2 separate regions of the Mus musculus genome follow, and region 2 is linked to region 1. Evidence: chromatin contacts called from public promoter capture Hi-C data. All regions are on one chromosome and are shown on one strand. Each heading gives the region's core, a stretch centred on a gene start, on an enhancer-like site or on the middle of the called end of the contact. The rest is flanking DNA. Distances are from core to core; before and after follow the strand shown.

The links. Promoter capture Hi-C pulls out the DNA fragments that hold promoters and counts their contacts.
Region 2: a contact with region 1 is called in a promoter capture Hi-C map of erythroid cells, with 5 times the contacts expected there. The contact joins the promoter of Bbs10 here to the promoter of Zdhhc17 in region 1. A contact is called at or near these places in 3 of 39 promoter capture datasets (erythroid cells, hippocampal neurons and pre-B cells), 3 of 484 Hi-C or Micro-C datasets (B cells, CD4 T cells and natural killer cells), 4 of 115 datasets of contacts at active chromatin or transcription factors (astrocytes, bone marrow-derived macrophages, effector CD8 T cells and 1 more) and 1 of 9 other capture datasets (adipose tissue).

What each region holds. Positions count from the first base shown.
Region 1 is chr10:111,008,700-111,011,586 of GRCm38.p6, forward strand. It overlaps Zdhhc17 (zinc finger, DHHC domain containing 17), which reads right to left and starts at 1,367. Exons shown (of 17, transcript NM_172554.2): 1 at 1,239-1,367. The coding sequence starts at 1,331.
Region 2 is chr10:111,297,168-111,300,054 of GRCm38.p6, forward strand. Bbs10 (Bardet-Biedl syndrome 10 (human)) reads left to right here and starts at 1,512. Exons shown (of 2, transcript NM_027914.1): 1 at 1,512-1,740; 2 at 2,046-2,887. The coding sequence starts at 1,556. Osbpl8 (oxysterol binding protein-like 8) reads left to right here. Exons shown (of 24, transcript NM_175489.3): 24 at 1-80.

The DNA.
Region 1 (2,887 bases), core at 117-2,616:
GCATATATTTCTAAGAAACTGTCTCAGTTTGTGTGTGTGTGTGTATGTGTGTGTGTGTGTGTGTGTGTGTGTGTGTGTGTGTGTATGATCAAGTTAAGAGATAATAGGGTATTAATACGAAAGTGGTCCTTTGTATTTACAATTAAAAAAAAAAAAACAAGACACAAAAGCCAGGAAGAAATAAAATCAATCGAATGCAAAGTAACCACGTTTATTCGAACACCACGGATCTGGACACCATTCTCAACCTCAAAACACGACCTGAGTTCTGCAGGAAGCTGCGCTACACTTTCCTGCCCTCCCCGCATCTCACCGTGCACCGATGATAATAATAATAATAATAATAATAATAATAATAATAATCAACAAACCTGGATACACAAAGAATTGCTTCCAGGCCTTTACTAAACACAAACTCAGCTACAAACTGGGAGGTAAACAACGGGCAGAACCTGACGGCTCCGGCAGAGAAAACTGTTCCCGTCCAGGAGATACAAAAGAAAAAACGGTGGGAAACGTGTTGCGCTGTCTACCCTCCCTGACAGTCCCCAAACAGCGCTACTTTGTGACAAGCTAATGGGTGCGTGCGTTTATTCGCCAAAGTTCAGACCCTCTCTCTTTTTGTTTTTTTGTTGTTTTCTTTTCTTTTCTTTTTAATAGCCTAAGGGCAAACACACCCCGAAATTCGCTGTCCCCAGCGGCGAGCTGGTTGCTATGGCATAATCTGGAAGGACATCACTTTGCCCAGGAAAACTACGATCCCCGGGGAACGAGTGAACTGATGGGAAGGGTCGTGTCATCCGCCACCGAGAAAGAGGGGACGAGGAGAGAGTTAAAACCAAACAGCAGATCGGCTGCCTCCCCTGCCTGGGGAGGCTTGGAGCGAGACCAGGGGCTCCGGCCGAGGTTCCAAAGTGTCAGCAGGCCCCCGTCGCCCCTGCACCCGCAGGCAGCGCGGCGACACCACAGGACCATCGCCATCCCCACCTCTGTCCTCCAGGCACCGCCAGGGACGGCGTCCCAGAGCCCGCCCCGGCCGGGCCCGCCCCGCTATCTCCTCCCCCGTTATCCGCTCGCTCGCCGCCGCGCTCGGGCCTGGACTCGCTTTCTTCAGCCTCCCCCGGGGTCCCGCCACAGGTCACCGCGCCGGACGCCTCGGCCGCCGCCCCGGGCGAGGCTGAGGGAGCGAGGCCGCGGGACCGCAGGGTCCCGGGAAGGCGCTCGGCGCCGTCCCTCACCTCCGGGTGGAGAAGGGGCACGCAGCCCGTTTCGGTCTCGTACTCATCCGGGCCGTCCGCCATCTTGGTGTTAAATCCCTCCTCCCGCTGCATGCTGGGAGAAAGCGTTTCAGCCTCGCGGGGCTCGGCAAGGCGGAGGGCGAGCGCGAGGGCGAGCGCGAGCCCGGATGAGGGCGACGCGGCGCCACCGCCACCGCCGCCACCTCCTCTTCCCTCCGAGCCCCCGGGACGCCCCCTCAGCCCCTCCCGCCGCGGAGGGCGCGGGTCCCGATGCGCGTGCGCCGGCCCGGCCCGACCCGGCCCGGGGCTGGAGTGTGCTCTCTGCTGCACTGCGCCGGGGCAGCGGACCGCGTTGGGCGTGGGCGCCGCGGCCCGGGGGCGGGTCCCGGTCGGAGGCCGATGCTGCTGCTGCTGCTGCTGCTGCTCCTCGGCTCCGGCCACCCGGGAAAGGCCGCGCGCGACACAAGACGGAGATCCAGAGCCGCGCAGGGCAGGGTCCCGAGCCTTCCAAGGGCTGGAAGGGCTTAGGGTGTGACCCTGGGAGAGCAAGGATGCGTTCTCCTCGCCTCCGCACCTGTGCCTCGGGGACACCGGGAGAAGCAAGGACAAAAAAAAAAAAAAAAAAAATTGGCTTCCTTGAAAAAGCTTTTGTTGTGTGATGCCCTCTTTGCGATTGAGCTAGGGCATTTTTTTTTAAAATCCTTGCTTTTGACAAGGTCAAAGCCCCACACTTTCCCATCTGCTGCATTTTAATAGGGACCCGGGGATTCAAAAGTGAAACCTTTTTAAAATGAAAGCTCTAGAGTGTGACCCAGATAAAAATGATTAAAGCCGGCTTTAAGAGGATATTGGGGTTGGGAGGGGGCTGATGGAACAATTGCAGAAAGGATTTGTTTCTGGTTTGGGCTACTAGGGATTGTAAATCTCTACAGCGCCAGGGAACATTTAGCAAAGAGCGATCTGATTAGAGATTCTGATACTAACCAGTCCCCTGTCAAAGCCAAATCAGCCAAAGATCACCAGAGGGGAAAAAACCTGCAGTCGGACAAAGCCAGATTTACTGGTAGATCGGGAGGAAGGCACGTCAGAGGAAAAAAGGATGGGGCATGGAAGAGGAAACCCCTTTGTAAGGTTTATATTCCCGCCAAAAGAATCTGAGGAGGGTCTGGGGAGAGCTGAGATCGGTTCTGGATTGGACATAATCGATTCTGAGGAGGTGAGGAAAAACCAGGAGTAACAAGGCATTGGACGAGATCACGAGGCTAGGTCCGTTCAATACTGTGCTCTCCCAGTAACAAATGAAAACGGCAAAGTAGACCTAGTATTCGTCGGTAAACGGGCAGTAATCACTCAGAAAAAGGATGAATATGCTATTTTATAGCTGCTTCTGGTGGGGGGAAAGAAGCGGTCTCTTTGGCGCTGCCTGTCTCTGTGTGTATCCTCTCAGCAGGGCTTTTCCTTCCGGCACGGACCGATTTTCTTTTCTTCTTTTTTTTTTTTTCTTTCTTTCTTTTTTTGTCCTGGCAGAAACCAGAAACCATGCAATTCTAAACAGAATTCCTAGTTTTTCGTTCACAGCACCGAAATTTTCTTCAGTCACGTGTCAGCATGAACAGACTCTTTTTTTTTTTTCCTGTAATATTACAGGC
Region 2 (2,887 bases), core at 262-2,761, 290 kb after region 1:
GAAAAGAATTTTTCTAATGATCTGTAAAATTATGTTAACTTCTACAAGTAGGTATTCTAAATAAACTTTTTTAAAAGAGCAATCTGTGATCCAGTGACTCTTGATATAATGTATTAATGCATAATGTACTAAATTAATCCTCTTATTTTTTATTGTGTGTGTGAAAAAGATGGGTACAGGCTTGACAGGAATTTTGACAATCTCTAATATATGTTTTACTTGATACTTTATATTCTTTTAAAATAAGTGGAGTTTATACATATTTTATACATTAAAGATGAGGCTCAGCATATCTAAATGACCCCAAAAACTACACAGTAAGAATAAAGGCGGTCTGTCTTTCTCAGGTAAAAGCCTCCTGAATCACGACTACACAGTGCACTTGATTGTACTGTTTAAATGTTTGAAATATCCCACTATTTCAGTCTAAAGATAATGTCCAGTGATGAATGCAACCAAGAAAAAACACTGAAGCAGTATCATTAGACACTGAAATGCTGTTCTCCTCCCGGTCGTTTACTACTGAGTTATTGAGGAAACCTCAGGAAGGCTTTACTCATGATTTTGTCTTCCTTTCACCTCATTCTAACTTGTCCCTCAGAATCCTCTTGCCCGTGTGGGGTAAGGACACTGCTGTCAGTGTTAAACGTCATTGAATATCTATCTACAAGATCACTTTCCTGCTAACATTGACAGCTTTGTTCTGCATTCATTTCTTGTGGGTATGACAGCCTGGGTAATGATCCACCATGAGAATTTTGTGAGTAAATGACAAATACTTGGCTGTACTTCGAGTTAGAAACAGTACAAAAACTAACTTATCCACCTCGGAACTTTAAAGGTTTTTTTGGTTTTGTTTGTTTTGTTTTGTTTTACCAACTTGTTTGTTTTAAATGAGGAAAGCAGAGACAGATGGTCTCTGGCTGAAAGAAGCCCTTTAGCTATGAATCCAGCGCTCGTGCGCTCCCTAAAGCCTTTGTGTTTTACTGGGTGAAACATTTCTGCTTTGGGATGGTATACAGTACAAATGACAAATACAATTGATCATCGATGTGAATAAAAGGCAAACATCTACTTCTGCTCAAGTGGTTTAACTAGGTGGGGTTTCGTCCATACCTGAACACACACAAGGTAGCACACCCCAGCGGAAGCCACGAGCCTAGAAATGGCTATGCCCAAGCTCTCTCCGCCTGCCCTGCATTCTAAAACCGTTTGCTTGAAGGCAAGGAGAGCAAACTACACGGCAGGGGCACTAGAGAAGTAAGCTCGAGATGGGGCGGTAATCACGCCCCCGAGCCCGAGCCCTTCCCTGCAGAGACCTAGCGGTTGCAGTGGCCAGGGAGGCCCGCGGGACGTGAACCAGGAAAGTAAGGACGTCCCAGGACCACTCGAGTCTCCGCCCACCGCTGGCGGGGCTCCACCCCACCGAGGGGCATAGAGCTCTTCCGCCAATCGATGCCAAAGCTACTGCTCTTCCGCCGTTTTCCCCGCCTCTTCCGTTTCCGCCCTTCTGCGGGCCTGACCTAACGGAAGCGTTACCCGTGGTTCCTTACCCATGGCGTCCCAGGGGTCGGTGACGGCGGCTTTGCGGGTGGCCGAGGTGCTGGAGAGCATCGCGAACCGCTGCGTGGGGCCCGAGGGCGGCCAAGTGTTGTGTACGAAGCCCACCGGCGAGGTGCTGCTTAGCAGGGATGGAGGCTGCCTCCTGGAGGCGCTGCACTTAGAGCATCCCTTAGCCAGGTACCTCACTTCTCCTGCCCTCCACTAGGCGCGCATCTCCCTCAATCTCCCATCCCATCCTGAGGCCGTGGACCTGGATAAAACCAGTGTAGACATCAGAGAGCTGCCCAAACTACTAGTCCCGAGCCCCAAACCTCATCACGTGCACAGAACACTTCTTACTCTTTCCCCATCCCTGAATGAAGTAGTTAAAGGAAAAGTAAAGCAAAGCCTATATGTCAAAAGGACAATCTGTGTGCCTTATAGCTATGAAAATGTGGATTTAACCCAGAAAATCTGAGTTATTTTTTTCCCTTCCTATACAGGATGATAGTGGCGTGTGTTTCCAGTCACCTTAAAAAGACAGGAGATGGTGCTAAGACATTTATTATTTTTCTTTGCCATTTACTCAGAGGACTTCATGCAATCGGAGAAAAAGGAAAAGATTCATTCACTTCTGAAAATATTCAGAGCCATGAAAGGCATTGGAAAAACTGTTGTCAGTGGAAATCTATTTCCCAGGCTCTGCAAACGTTTCAGACACAAACCCTAGGTTGTATTGTAGACCGGAGTTTAAGCAGGCACTACCTGTCTGTCTTTTCTTCATCCACTGAAGGAAGAAAACTGTGCAGGCACTCGCTAGAGTTGCTCCTGGAAGCATACTTTTGTGGAAGAGTGGGAAGAAACAATCACAGATTCATTTCACAGTTGATGTGTGACTACGTTTTCAAGTGTATGGCTTGTGAAAGTGGGGTTGAAGTATTTGAGTTGTTGGATCACTGTTTTGCAGAGTTGAATGTTGGCGTGACAGGCCTTCCTGTTTCAGATTCTAGAATCATAGATGGCCTTGTGCTTCCCAGGGACTTTTCTATGTACTGCCCAGCAGATGGTGACATTAGGATGGTGATAGTAACAGAAATCCTCCAGCCTCAGTTTTCATCGGCTGGCTCGGAGTTTGTTCTCAATTCAGAAACACAGTTTCAGGCATCTCAGTGCTGGATCACGGACAGGACAAAAACAGTAATGAACCACTTGCGTGGTCAGAATGTAAAACTGCTCCTGACCAGTGTGAAGCAACCAGACCTGGTTATTTACTGTGCAAGACTTAATAGCATATCAGTGGTGGAGTGTTTATCAGCCGAAGAAGTTTCCCTTGTCCAGAGGATCA